Regions from separate parts of the Sus scrofa genome. Here region 1 is linked to region 2. The links are chromatin contacts, called in public Hi-C maps. All regions are on one chromosome and are shown on one strand. Each heading gives the region's core, a stretch centred on a gene start, on an enhancer-like site or on the middle of the called end of the contact. The rest is flanking DNA. Distances are from core to core; before and after follow the strand shown. Region 1 has its middle 77 kb from the start of RANBP3L. Region 2 overlaps SKP2 (S-phase kinase associated protein 2).

What was found. A called contact is a pair of places that touch in the nucleus more often than the background predicts.
Region 1: a Hi-C map of fetal liver shows a contact between it and region 2, with 1.7 times the contacts expected there. The contact joins two enhancer-like sites. A contact is called at or near these places in 1 of 5 promoter capture datasets (liver) and 13 of 47 Hi-C or Micro-C datasets (adipose tissue, alveolar macrophages, brain and 8 more).

What each region holds. Positions count from the first base shown.
Region 1 is chr16:21,685,476-21,692,772 of Sscrofa11.1, forward strand. No RefSeq gene overlaps it. Among named protein-coding and RNA genes, the nearest start is that of RANBP3L, 77 kb to the left of the region's middle. Within about 2 kb of position 5,731, at least 18 of the 83 cell types and tissues checked have an H3K27ac peak or open chromatin away from gene starts, as enhancers often do. A contact at or near this core is called in fetal liver and liver, where this site is marked.
Region 2 is chr16:21,492,712-21,499,584 of Sscrofa11.1, forward strand. SKP2 (S-phase kinase associated protein 2) reads left to right here. Exons shown (of 10, transcript NM_001171755.1): 8 at 1,283-1,334; 9 at 1,507-1,614. Among named protein-coding and RNA genes, the nearest start is that of SKP2, 33 kb to the left of the region's middle. Within about 2 kb of position 2,155, at least 3 of the 83 cell types and tissues checked have an H3K27ac peak or open chromatin away from gene starts, as enhancers often do. A contact at or near this core is called in fetal liver and liver, where this site is marked.

The sequences.
Region 1 (7,297 bases), core at 4,481-6,980, 200 kb after region 2:
GGTCTGGCCAAACTTGCCTGCCTTCCTCATCCAAAACTTGGGTGTATCTTTATCAGGGGCCCCCAGCCTGTTATTTTGGGCAGCATCTTTTCAGTTCATGCAAACAGACCTACCTACCTGTCTACACCAGTACTGCAGAACCCTAGTAGACACAGATTAGTCTGATAAGTGCCACAGACTTGGTTTCATAAGTGCTATTCAAAGCAGTGACCAATAAAGGCTTCGTGCTTAAGGCAATCTTTATGGGGGATGGGATTTGGCTTAGTTCTTGAAGGAAGGAATGGAACAGGTCAGAAGACAGGAAGAAATTGTGAGTAGAAAATGGAAGAAAGTGTGTTTCCAGGAGGCTGAGGAGGCCAGGACTAAATGGGGATGCTTGCTGTGGAGTCATGGAAAGGAGGCTGAATAAATTCAGGACCAGACATGGAAAATGCTTCAAACAGCACACTTGACTTAGTAGGAAATAGAGGACCTTCAGAGCTTCTTGATCAGGATGAGGGACCAGACGATGGCTGCATTTTCCTGTTTGCTGACTGATTTGACCATACAGAGAAAAAATCGCAAGACCATGCATCACACAAAACTGAAGTTAGAAACGGTTTTAGGGCCATAAGACTTTGCAATCCAAAGAAATATTTCAGTTCTTTTAACCGAGGCTTGCTTTTCATTTCCCCTTATCATTCCCTAGCATAAAATTAAGTCACTTAAAGAGAAACCCAGTGCATTTTGTTAAAGATATGCACTCCTCTGCCAGTTAAGAGGTCTGAGCCTTTAGAAGAATTCACTCTTTCTAGTTGAATCTTTTAGTTCCTGGACTTAAGAATAAGGCCTCTTGGAGTTCCCATTGTGGTGCAGCAGAAACACATCTGACTAGGGACCATGAGGTTTCAGGTTCGATCCCTGACCTCGCTCAGTGGGTTAGAGATCTGGCATTGCCATGAGTTGTAGTGTCGCTTACAGATGTGGCTCAGATCTGGCATTGCTGTGGCTCTGGTGTAGGAGAACCTTGGAACCTCCATATGCCACAGGTGCAGCCCTAAAAAGACAAATGACAAAAAATAAAAAAATAAGTCCTCTTAGTATTCAAGAAAAATATACATTATTAGCTATTCAAGTTTACACCAACTTCATCTTGGGCATTAAGGATGTGCCAGGACAAGTTCGATCATCATTAGTTCTCTGACAGCCACTTCCTGGGCCAGGGGCTTGTTACAGGAGATGTGCTGAGTGTGCGTAGCATTCCTCCACCCCAGAGCCCACCTGCCCATAAAACAGCCCCCTCCCCCCAACCGCCTTCCCACCCACAACACATTATTGCCAAGAATTGGGTACGCCCTGTTCTCCCTTTACTCAGAACAGTACAATTGGCGTAGCCTAAGGTACGTCACTCCCCTTTCTGTACTTTGTCTCTCTGGATGGCCCCTTATCCACCGAGGGACCTGGGTGCCTCTGTTCCTTCCATCCTGCTGTAAACTCTATCCTGAAAAGGGTCTGGTAAACTATTTCACGTGATGCTTGCAGATGCTCATGTGGGGGTAGAGGGAAATCTGGAAAATTGAAAGGCAAAAGGATTTAATGCTGTCCTTTTCTAAGACATCTTCTTTTCTTCTTCTTAAAAAACAAAACAAAAACAAAAACACCTCCATTGGGAGTGGAGGGCATCCTTGCTCTTACTTCTGTTTTTCTTAGAATTTTCCCACTGTGACATTCCCATGTTTGTTAGGGGAGAAATGGTCACCAAAAGCTTAATATGTGATCCTTCCAAGAAAAACATAAAGGAAACTATTTCTAAAGTAAGTGACGTTCAGCTCATGGGGATTTGGGGCCACATTCAGAGGAGGTACCACTTTTTTTGGTCAGGAGGAAGCCTTTCCAGGATGCAGATGAGGCTTTGTGAAGGTCCAGGATGCTCTCTGCTTGGTCCTTCTGCTCCAAACCCTTCATTCGAGTCATCAGAAGAGTCATTCTAGTTTAAGGTTATGTTCCTTTTGCATTTACATATTCATAAACAGATAATCCATGTACATAGCACAGAATTAAAAGTCTTCAACAAGCGACAGAGTGAAAAATTCGCCTCTTTCCTTTCCTGGCCCTGCCCTGGCCGCTCTGTCCTCCCCGGAGCTTATCTCTATAATCACTTTCTTCAGGGTCCTCTTTCTAGAGACCATCTCTGCATTTTCAAAAATACAGAGTTACGTGAACTTCTTTTATTGGATTTTTTTGCTTATTTTTTAGAGCTGCAGGTCATTCACATGGGTCAAAAAATTAAACATATGAACAAATATCAAAGATGATCTGTAAGAAGTCATACACCCAGTCTTGTTCTCTGCTACCTCCACAGGTTCCAAAACACGCCCCCCACCACACACACACACCCCATCCAGGAACTGCTTTTATGTTCCTGTGAATTATTCTAGACTTCTTTTTTTTTTTTTAATTTTTTTTAGGGCCACTCCTGTGGCATATGGAAGTTCCCAGGGCCAGGGATCGAACCCGCATCCTGGTCGATACAAGTGCAATTCTTAACCCGCTGAACCACAACATGAACTCTCTAGTCTAGACTTCTTAAGGGGACAAGCAAGCAAATACAATTCTTATTCTCACCACCACCTCGCCCCTGAAAGGTACTCTATAAAGGCAACAAAAAGGAGTGTTTTTAAAAACAAAATATACATTAGTGGAATTAACTATATGTAGTTTCTGAAGCAGTCAACCTAAGCATAAATATGTGTACAACAAATTTAACCACATGGAATTTCCTTGCTTCAGGATATTGTGATCATCTTAAAAGGGACCCTCTTTTTAAAAAGTATTTTAAAATTACTACATCCTGGGAGTTACCATTGTGGCGCAGCGGAAACGAATCTGCCTAGGAACCATAAGGTTTCGGGTTCGATCCCTGGCCTTACTCAGTGGGTTAAGGATCCGGCGTTGCTGTGAGCTGTGGTGTAGGTTGCAGACGCGGTTCCGATCCTGCGTTGCTGTGGCTCTGGCGTAGGCCGGCGGCTACAGCTCCGATTCGACCCCTAGCCTGGGAAACTCCATATGCCACAGGAGTGGCCCTAGAAAAGGCAAAAAGACAAAAAAAAAAAAAGAAAAAGCTACTTTAAGTATCCCTGAAAACAGCCCAGATCTTCCATTTATATGTATTTCTTACTTTCTTTGAACGCTTATTGCTGTTTCTGTTATACAGTCACATTCTGCTGATAGCTATGATTCCAGCTATAATTATAAATACAGGTTTCCCATCATAAGATTATAAATACTGTGACCTTAGCTATTTATCTCCACAGACCCCATGGCATAGCTTAGCAATGGTACCTAAAAATAGTACCATCTCAATAAATATTTGTAAAACAGGATTGAATTGTTTGGTTAACTCTTCGCCCTTAGCCCAATTGGGTGGTATAGGGTGTTGGGGAAGAAGGTGGTGCTGAAAATCTCTTACTTGATAGTCAAAAAAGAAAAAAGAAAAAAAGAGAAAAAAAGCTTTCCCCCTGGACAGTGAACCAGGATGGTTAAGAAATCAGTCTCTGGCCTTAACATATCCTGGATTCAATCCAGATTCTGCACTTAGCAGCTATGTGACCTCAGGCAAGATACTTAGCCTCTTTAAAATCAATTTCCCAAGTGTAAAACAAGGGTGGGAATAATAGTACCTTCTTTATAAAGCAAACAGTAAACATTCAGTTATTACCATTTTCAGTAATTTTTATGGGGGTGACTGTCACTACGACCTGTTTCTGGTCAGAAAGCTTTGATGGTAGCAGCTGAAGTCAGGAGTTCTTGGAACCAAGGCTCAGACTACTTCTACTTCCAAGCCACTATTTGCTTGGAAGGAAGGAAATAAAAAAGCCATGAATGAAACTCCAGCGAGCCTTCATTTCCCACAGGGAAAGAAGGTTGAATAATCATGATTGTTTTGCCCAAGTCTGTTCATTGCTTCAAAAATAAACATTTCCAGACTGACACCAATGCTGAGAGCCACAGGGCATACTTTTATTTGCTATTTGGTACTAATCATTAGTGTTCTTAAAATGTTATTTAAAAAAAAAATCTGTCCAATTATCTCATTATAGTCTCAATAACAAATGGACTATTGAACTTAAAACATTAGGAATTTTTCCAACATGATACAGTGAGAAAGAGCACTCAGCTGACAAGAGGACATGGAAAATTTACAATTTCTCAAACAAAGTTTATGAGCAGCCTGCATATACCATGAATCTCTGCAAAACTCAGGAAGCAGAGAGTTAATGACTGGAAACTGCTTGTCAGTTGTGCTGGAAATTTCCACTGTTTGCTTTGTTGGCTATGCAAGGGGTTATACATGGAGAAGAACTGTGTTCACGTGTGTGTGTGTGTGTGTGTGTGTGTGTGTGTGTGTGTGTGTGTTGCCCCTTGGTAAACCCTTTGCAAAGCTATGTCACATTCTGTTTTCCTTCCAGCTTTGTCTTCCAGCTTCTCTGGAGTCACCAGAGGGCCCCCTCGTGGCTGGTTTGTTGTATAACCAACACACCACTTGTATCAGCCTTACTCTGAATCTGACCTATTAATAGTTCTCTTGCAAAAACATTATAAGTGATACTTGTTAATGAAATAGGTTTTTTTAGAAAATGAAATTAAGTACATACTGACATGTATAAACATAGTAATCTAGATTATTTGAGAGTTTGTGAAGAGTGTTAGAAATTCAATCCCACAGAACAGAAAAGGACCTAATAGGGTAGTTGAGCCAACCCCCTTTTTAAAATTGTAGAGGATGAAATTGAGGCCCAGAGAAAAGAAGGAATGTTCCCAACGTCACAAAGCTGATTACAAAGTCTGTCTTTCGGACTAACAGTATTTGGTCAACCACATAAAGACTAGAAACAGAGTGGTTACCCACTAGAGTCAGGACCTGCAAATTAAAGAACAGCACAAGCCCTTGGGGAGCCATGTTTGGGAAACAGAAATACCAATATGGCGCATTTAAAATCTGTTCATGAAGCAGCAGCACTGAAACCAACATGGCAGAGCTGACATGTTAAAATAAATGCCGATGAAAAGAACTGATCTGCCTGCCTGCCTGCCTGTCTACCTTCTAGGAGAATGCAGACCCAGGGGAGGACAGCTAAAGCCAGGTGTGGGGGTGTGGCCAAGAACAGAGCAATGACACACCCTGGACCCCAGGCGGCTGGTCTGTCCAGGGCTAACCCACAGGCCAATCTGAGGCAGAAATATGGACAAATTTGGCTGATAAGGGAAAACAATGACCAAAGGAAGAGGCAGGGTGCTTCTGCTTGCACTGTGGGTGCTGCCATTTTGATCTTTGGGGGATTCTGGAAGTGTCTGAAGAGTTTCTGTTTTTCTCTCCAAGCCATTATTACATGAAACATTTTCTCAACCTTTTCACTTGGTCTTTTTGTTTATAGCAACACAAATGGTGATCACATTGTGCAGAGGCTGTGCTCCCCCAGCCTCTGGGAGCATCACAGCTCCTGTAACATGACTCCCTGAAGTAGAGGGGAGGCTGGAAACTCTCCTGGCAGAGAGCAAGGGGGCTTCCCAGGGCCAGCTTTGCAGGGACCTCTCTGGAAGCACGTTCAGTGGGGTCCTTCCCAGAGCGAGGGGCGTGTGGCAGAGAGAGGCTGGCTCTGCACAAGAGGGCCTGGATGAGCTGTCCAGACTCTCTATAACCACCAGCTTTCATGCTTTCCCTGCAATCATGTCAGGCTTATCAGCGGTACGACAGGAAATGCCTGCGGTCTGGAATGGTCAGCGAACTTGCACATTAGCCTCTTCAGGACTTTCCCAGACCTCGCTCACCACCAAAGGAAAAAAAAATTCACCCCCCACCAGCAGCCAGGAACCGGAAATCTCTCCCAGTCTAGAGCCATTTCCTGGGGTTATGTTTATCGCAAATTTCCAGAGGAAACTACTGGAGCTCAGAGGAGTTAAGTGACCCTGAGATAATCAAGCTCTCGATCTGGATTTTCAAACTGGATATTAGTGTCTTTTTTTTTTTTCCGGCCAAAGTATCTTCTCTTATCACTTCCATGAGAAAGAGTTTATCGGGTCAGCTCTTGGGTCTGAGAGAGATTGTGTCGGGCAAGGCAGGGACACTTTTCTGTTGAGAGAGGAGCATTAGAAGGAGTGTTTCCACCTAAGCTACGTCAGCTGCAAGCTTCAGCTCAGCTGGGTTTTTGGGTCACAGAGCAGGATGGAGAGAGGATCTGGAGAGACAACTAGAATATATCCAAGAGAGTGCTGTGATGGGCACCCCACCAGAATCCTGTAGAATCGGGGTGGAGCAGCTTGGCAACCAAGAATCAGATTGCTGGCTGTCATATGAAGGGAGAGGAAAGGTGCTAGCAGTCCAACATAATGAATGTCCATCGCAAACTCCTAGGGCCAGCGCCTATGCCCAGGGGCTGTGCACAGATCCTTTTACACCCTGGATGAAGCCTGATGTCCAAGCCCACCATAGCCAGGTGGAGGTTCATCAGGCTGGAAGACCTGGCTCTGTCACTAGATCTCTGCCCACCAGAGCCCACCATCATCTCTCTCTCTCTCTCCTCTCCATCTCCACCCACGCATTGCCAGGGAGGAGGGTGGGGGCTTTGTACTGCCATGAGCTCCATTGCATTATGTGTCTTCTCTTTCTGCATGTGCCTTAATTTGCAGCATGAACCTGGCATGCAGCCTAGAGGTCTGTACCAAATAGTTGTTTGGTAAAAGTTTGGTGATAAAATACTATTGAGTCAAGGTAGAAGAAGGGTGTGCCTTTTCCTTAGTCCTTTAAGTACTATGTCTCCCCATTCATCCGCTCATTAAATGAATGGAAGAGAGAATAAAATGCATCTGGTGGGGGGGGGCGTTGGTGAGATAGTTAAAAATATTAAACCTCTGGCCTAAGCATCAGGAGCCCTAGGTAATGGCCCCTGCCCAGTAGTCTGTGTGGAACCAAGGCTTCTCACTCAATTTCACCGTGTCTTAGATGTGCTTCACTACTAATTGAAGTGCTTTGTGGCTTCTCAGCCTCAGCACCATTGATGATATTTTGGGCTGCATGATTCTTTCTTTTCGAGGAAGGGAGGTGTCCTGTGCATAGCAACCCTGGCTTCTACCAACTAGATGCCAGCAGCAACTTCTGCACCCCCAAATGGGACAACAAAAAATGTCTCCAGACACGTCCAAATGTTCCCTGGGAGACAGAATTGCACCTACCCTGTAGAACTACTAGACTAAATGGCCTCTGTTTAAAAAAAAAAAAAAAACGAAAAACTTTAGGACCGCACCCACAGAGTATGGACAT
Region 2 (6,873 bases), core at 905-3,404:
TGTCTTGTTTTCACCATACGGTATATACTGAGTATTATTTCATGTCATGAAATGTTATTCAAAAGCTTTTTAGTAGCTGTTGTTAGCATCGTGTTCCGTAGAATGGATAAAGTTTGACCCCTTAAACTAATTGGGGGGAAGGGCTTTTATAACACTCATTACAATGACTATTTTAATGTACATCTCTAATTATTTAATGCACATCTCTAATTATTTTTCTAAAAGTGGAATTACTGGCCAGAGAGTAAAGTGTGTAATGTCCTGAACACTTAAAACAAATCCATTCATCCTCACAAAAAAACCAGTTCTTCTGAAAGGCTGTGTAAAATTAGATATCCACTTTTAGTATATGAGGTACCTGCTATATTATATTTCATCAATTGGGTTATTATAATAGAGTTTTTTCCACTTGATAGCAGAAGAGTAATATTTTGATTTTATTTCCCATTTCTTGCTCCATTTTCATTATTTCTGTATTTTATAAAAGGTATCTGTGTTCTTTGCCCATGTTCTATTGTTTGTCTTTTTTTATACTCTGCATATTAAGACCATTAGCTCTCTGCTAAATGTATGTTGGAAACGTTTATTCTCCGTTTTCTCTTACTTTGTTAATTCTACTTGTGTGCTATTTTGCTTTAACATGGTAGAGTTTTTACATTTTTATTTAGTTATTTATCAGTGTTCCCTTAATGTTTTCTTTTTTGTTTAGAAACTCCATACCTATCCCAAGATCCAGTGAATACTTACCCACATTTGTGCCTTTAGAAGTTTTTAATATATGTGGAATTTATTTGGATGTATTATTTGAATTGGAAACATAAATTTTTTCCAGTGGTAGTGGCCATATTATTTTTTTAAAATCCCTGATTTCACTCACTGATTTTGAATGATACCTTTGTGATATGTTGTTTGTTCATATATGTTATTTGTTTATATATTGTGGTGTTTGGTTTTGCTTTTTGCTGTAGTAAATGGGGATTTTTTTTTCCCTATTATATTTCTAGGCAGCTATTGCTAGACATCTAGAGAAGCTGTGGTGTTTGTTAACCAGGCCTTTTACACAGTTAGTTCTCTTACTGTTTCCAGTAGTTTTTCAGATGAGTCTCTTGGGTTTTCTGGGTGGAAAGTCTTATATGCCACGATGATAATTTTGTTTATTTGTCCTCATAGTGTGTGACTGTAACGCATTGTTCCGAATCCTAGCACAGTGTTAAGTGAAGTGTTGACAGCAGATATCCTTGTCATGTTCCTCATTTGACAGTGACCATATTTTTTTTTCTAGATGTCTCCACCTTAGTTGGAAGATGTCCCAATCTGGTCCACCTAGATTTAAGGTATTTTTTGTTTATTTATCTTAGAGCAGAAGCTGAAAAATCATGATTCCTTATTGAATGAGGAAAGGATCTCAATGTGTTGAATCAAAGGAACCAAGCAGGAGACTGTTCCTGTCTTCTCCCTCTGGGACTGATGGATAGATTTTGACTTTTTTCTCCTACTCTGTTACAGTGACAGTGTCATGCTGAAGAATGACTGCTTTCAGGAATTTTACCAGCTCAACTACCTCCAACACCTATCCCTCAGTCGATGCTATGACATAATACCCGAAACTTTACTGTAAGTATCTTTATTTTTTAAAGCAAGGATGGAAAGAGGTGTCACTTGGTGTAAAGAGTTGTCCCTGTGTTATTAACAACAGATGTTTACAACTTAAACATCAAATTAGAGTACCGCAAACTAGTGAGGAAAGACTAGCAAAACCAGGGCAGATTTTTTTTTCCTTAAAATGTCTGGCAAAGTTGAATTGATTGAAGTAGGTCAATAAACCTTTATTTAGCTGGGAGCAGGTTTAAATATTAGAAGACTGTACTAGTACTTGCAAAAGAGGAAGAGAGCCTTTACTCCCACGAAGCTCAGATTTTAATAGAGAGGCAGACTGTGTGTGTGTTTCTGAATTTTTTCAAATCAACTGCAGTTAATTCCATAACCCTTCATCTGAGCTTAGAGAAGTTCTGCAGTCTTCTAGTGGTGTCTATCCTGGATGGTCAGGGAATGGGAAAAATAGAAGTATTTAACTAGTAAATATTGTAAGAGTGGTGCTTTCTTTGAAGTGAGCTGGAGGCGGTGGTGTGGCGGGGAGTGGGGGTGGAGGGTGGTGAGGTTCAAAAGAGTGAAGCAATTTAGCCAAAGCTAAATATTGAGTTAATAGCTGAGCTGGGTCCACAGCTTGGGTCTCCTGGACAGGTACAAAATAGTCTGTATCTAATATAGTAGTTCTTCCAGGGGTTAATTTTGTATCGGCTCAGCAACTTCCACAAAATCAAGGAAGTGCACAGAAAAAAGCAATCTGGTCCGGCTTCCTTTTAAGAAGTGCTATTATTGTTATTCTCAAGCCATCCTGGGAATAATATCATCTCTCTCATTTCCAAAAGTTTTCCTGTATTTCAAAGGGCTGGAAAGTTCCTCCCACGTTAAATATAAGTATATTGCAATTTTATTGAAAACCGTAAGAAATCAGTATCTTGGGAGAGTTTCCATTGTGACTCAATGGGTTAAGAACCTGACATAATCTCTGTGAGGATGCAGGTTCAATCCCTGGCTTTGCTCAGTGGGTTAAGAATTGCTTCAGCATAGGTGGCAAATGGCAGCTTGGATCTGGTGTTGCTGTGGCTGTGGCGCAGGCTGGCAGCTGCAGCTCTGATTTGACCCCTGCCTGGGAACTTCCATGTGCCATATGTGCAGCCCTAAAAAAAAAAGAAAAGAAAAGAAAAAAGTCAACATCTTGGATTTGTTCTGAGGCCCCTTTCTCATTCTCTCCAATATTCCCTGAGTGGGGCTGCTGACCTCACCTAAGCTTCCTTTCCATATGAAGGTAATCAGACTTGTGGTTCATACCAAAGAAGGGTGGTGAATTTGAACAAAGAATTTATGTAGTTAGTCCTCACCTGACTGGTTTGGAGCTTGTAAGTTAGTTTTAAAAATTAATGAATAAATCAGATCCTTCAGCTATATGGAGTTAACTAGTAGAATTAGGGAATCCAGTAATTATATTTTTTAATAAATCACTTTAATTGATCTTAGGGCTCAGGGTCTGAGCTGCTATCTCATTTGGAAAAGCACTGCCTAAAAGGGATTGCCAGTATTTAGTTCCAGGGCTTTCATATGTTAGAGGCCAAACTCATGTACATGAAACTCTTATTAAAATCTCCTGGAATTCCCATTGTGGCGCAGTGGAAACAAATCCAACTAGGAACCATGAGGTTTCGGATTTGATCCCTGGCCTCGCTCAGTGGGTTAAGGATCCAGTGTTGCTGTGAGCTGTCCTGTGTGTCGCAGATGCGGCTCGGATCTGGCATGGCTGTGGCTGTGGTGTAGGTCGGCAGCTGTAGCTCCGATTCGACCCCTTGCCTGGGAACCTCCATATGCCATGAGTGTGGCCCTAAAAAGACAAAAAAAAAAAATCTGCCATGTGAATTTTCTAGTACCCAGAAGTCCTTGGAGCCTGGAGTGTCCACTAAAAAGGTTGCTCTGTCATCCCTCCTTTCCTGTCCTTGCCATCTGGGCTCCAGCTTCATTGACAGTGGAGCCCCCGAGGAGTGCAGTGATCATCCTTTTTTGGTTGCTTTTCTCAGGAGACTACCCATGCGTCCTACTTTTATTCTTTCTCTCTCGAGAGTTAAAGCAGGTAATACCCAAATGCTTTCCCTTGAGCAGGGGTTAAAGAGAAGCTGTGAGCCCTCACATTATAATATTTTTATCCAGTGGGATGGCAGTGCTTGCGTAGTAATATCTGCAGGCAGTGTGAAATGATGGTTCAAGGGTGAGCCGGAAGTCACAGATCTAGGTGTGAACCCTCACTGCATTGTAACTGATTTGTTTAGATATTGTCTTGAAATGAGGGAAACAGAGGCATCAGGGAGTTTAGTGACAAGTCAGATCACCAGAATAGAACAGACCACAGAAAGGTGCTGACTTGAACTTTAAGATAAAAGATATGTTTCTTTAGACATTACATAAAGAGTATACTGGTTTACTTTGTGACTCCATTAAGATGAATTTGCTAGTACCCTGTCCTTAAAAGTTTGCAAGATAAACTGTTTCTAATTTCAGTCATTGCAGCAACTGATGGAAAGAAATACCTAGTAAGGATTCTTAGGATCTTCAGCTGGAATTTCCAGAAAGTCATTTTTGCTAAAGAATTTTCCTTTCTGTTTTTGTTTGTTTGTTTTAGGGCCACACCCCTGGCATAGGGAAGTTCCCACGCTCTGTGTTGAATCGGAGCTGCAGCTGCCAGCCTACAGCACAGCCACAGCAACGCCAGATCCGAGCCGCATCTGCCACCTATGCCACGGCTCACAGAAACACCAGAGTCTTAACCCACTGAGCAAGGCCAGGGATCAAACCCACATCCTCATGGATACTAGTTGGGTTCTTAACCTGCTGAGCCGCAACGAGAAGGCCCAAGAATTTTCACTTCTTATCTCAGAAGTGGGAAATTGAAATTTGAGGTTCTTTCTTCCGTAATGATAATGCTTTGAAGTACTTGGGAGACTGTGGATTTTTCACCTTTAGACCAGGAGCCTTATATTTATTCCCTTGCTCCTTCCCTGGTCTGATATCGTATATCCAAGCGTTCCAATTATTCCATAGTTCTCATTTAAGTAAGAAACCCAAGCTGGAGATAGTAATCTGATCTGAGATTAGGAGAGACAAGCAGCAACAATTGTTGTGGGAGGATTTATAGTTAAGGAATTTAAGGTTTTATGAGGCAACCAGGATCATGTAGATGAGGTAGAGGCGTGAACCTGGGAAAAGGTTTATAAATATCTTTTGTTTACTAAAACTAAACAGCCATCAGCATCATTTTATCCTTCTTAAGTTAGAAATTATGGCTTTTAAATGATTCGTTTCTAGGTTCTGTCCCTTCGTTTGCTTTTCAGTCTCTTCCGTTGTATTTTCAGAGTGTTCTGCTGTGTCGTAGGTGATACCCATACAAGAGGCTTTTGGGCAGGGGGTGTCTCCTTAAAATGTCAAAGACTTTTTCTGGTTTTTGACTTGGGACTGATCATTGGTCCACCAGCCCGTGGTGCCCAGCTGACTCCTTTCTCACGTCAAACACCTGAGTGTCTTCCAAGAGCCTGGGAGGATTTCCTTCCTCGCCAAGGCTCCTTCCCAGTGCTGCTGCAGGAACATTTCTTCTTCTTTCATCTGCCATCCCTCCTCTTCTCACTCCCACCTATCATTTCGTCTTTGAAATACTGTCTGCTGCTAAATGCCTTAACAGCTTGGCTTCTCTGGAGATCCCAGAAGCAGAATTCTCTTGGCTATTCCAAAGTTCCCATATACTCAGATTTCCCATGAGAAGGATTTAAGGTTGGGGCAGGATTGCTCTCCTCTTAAGTGATAATAGGTATAAACATCTATGCATTTTGACCTTTCTTTATACTCCTGTTTCTGTTCCAGAGATTAGCTTTTTTCGAGAATAACAGCAATTTGTTCTTGCTGATTTTTTTTTTTTTTTTTTGGTCTTTTGCAACCTGTGGATCTTCCTGTGCACTCCCTCCCCACCCCCCTTTAGGAACACCAAGCATTTATTTTGTTTGAATACTACTTTGACTTCCTAAATGTCCCTTCTTTCTTATACTCAGCAGATATATATTAAGCATCTATAATGTTTAAGACACTTGGTTGAATGTAGAATAAATACCCCAAGAGGGGAAGTGAGAGGATGGGAAGAACAGATTTAGCATGGAAGGTCTTAAGGTCAACTGAACGGTTTGCATTCTGTAAACAGAGGGAAGCATCAAAGGCTTTTTGGTTTTTTTTTTTGCCTTTTCTAGTGCTGCTTCCGCGGCATATGGAGGTTCTCAGGCTAGGGGTCAATCGAAGCTGTAGCATCTGGCCTATACCACAGCCACAGCAACTCGGGATCCAAGCCGCATCTGCAACCTACAGCACAGCTCACGGCAACGCCAGATCCTGAACCCCACTGAGCAAGGCCAGGGATCAAACCCACAACCTCACAGTTCCTAGTTGGATTCGTTAACCACTGAGCCATGACGGGAACTCCCAGCATCAAAGGCTTTTGAGTAGGAGAAGGACATGCTCTGAGCTAGGCTTACAAAGATGCCTTGGTCATTGATACACATGCTCAGCTGAAAGGAAGAAAGATTGGAGGTGAGGTGAGAAGTATTAGAAGGAAGGTTTAACTTTTTTATTACTGGCTGTATGAAAATGTAAAGGATGCTTCTGGAGTTCCCGTCATGGCTCAGTGGTTAATGAACCCGACTAGTAACCATGAGGTTGCTGGTTCGATCCCTGGCCTTGCTCAGTGAGTTAAGGATCTGGCGTTGCCATGAGCATGGTGTAGGTTGCAGGCACAGCTCAGATCTGCATTGCTGTGGCTGTGGTGTAGGCCGGTGGCTACAGCTCCGATTTGACCCCTAGCCTGGGAACCTCCATATGCCGTGGGTGCGGCCCTCAAAGGCCAAAAATATAAAATAAAATTTAAAAAAAATATAAAGGATGCTTCTAATTCTAGGTCATTGATCCGCTCATTGATCTGCAGTGGGATTTTGTTGAAATTCAAAATTAAATATTCCCTTTCCTGAGACTTTGTACTATGTGTCCCAACCTAGAGTAAATACAGATCAGAGAGGTGAATTTCTAAGCACACAGATCTGGGTTAAGAAAAAAGAATCATTACCCGAAAGTATTTATTTTGGGAAAACAGGCTCCCTTTTTTGTCAACCAGAATCTCACTGTTGACAGAACTGTATTTCCCCTAATGTGATATACCTCCTTGGAGGACTGGGTTACATGTGACAGAGGGAAATGGTAACGTAGAGAAAATGACCATTTCCTCTGTCTGCACCC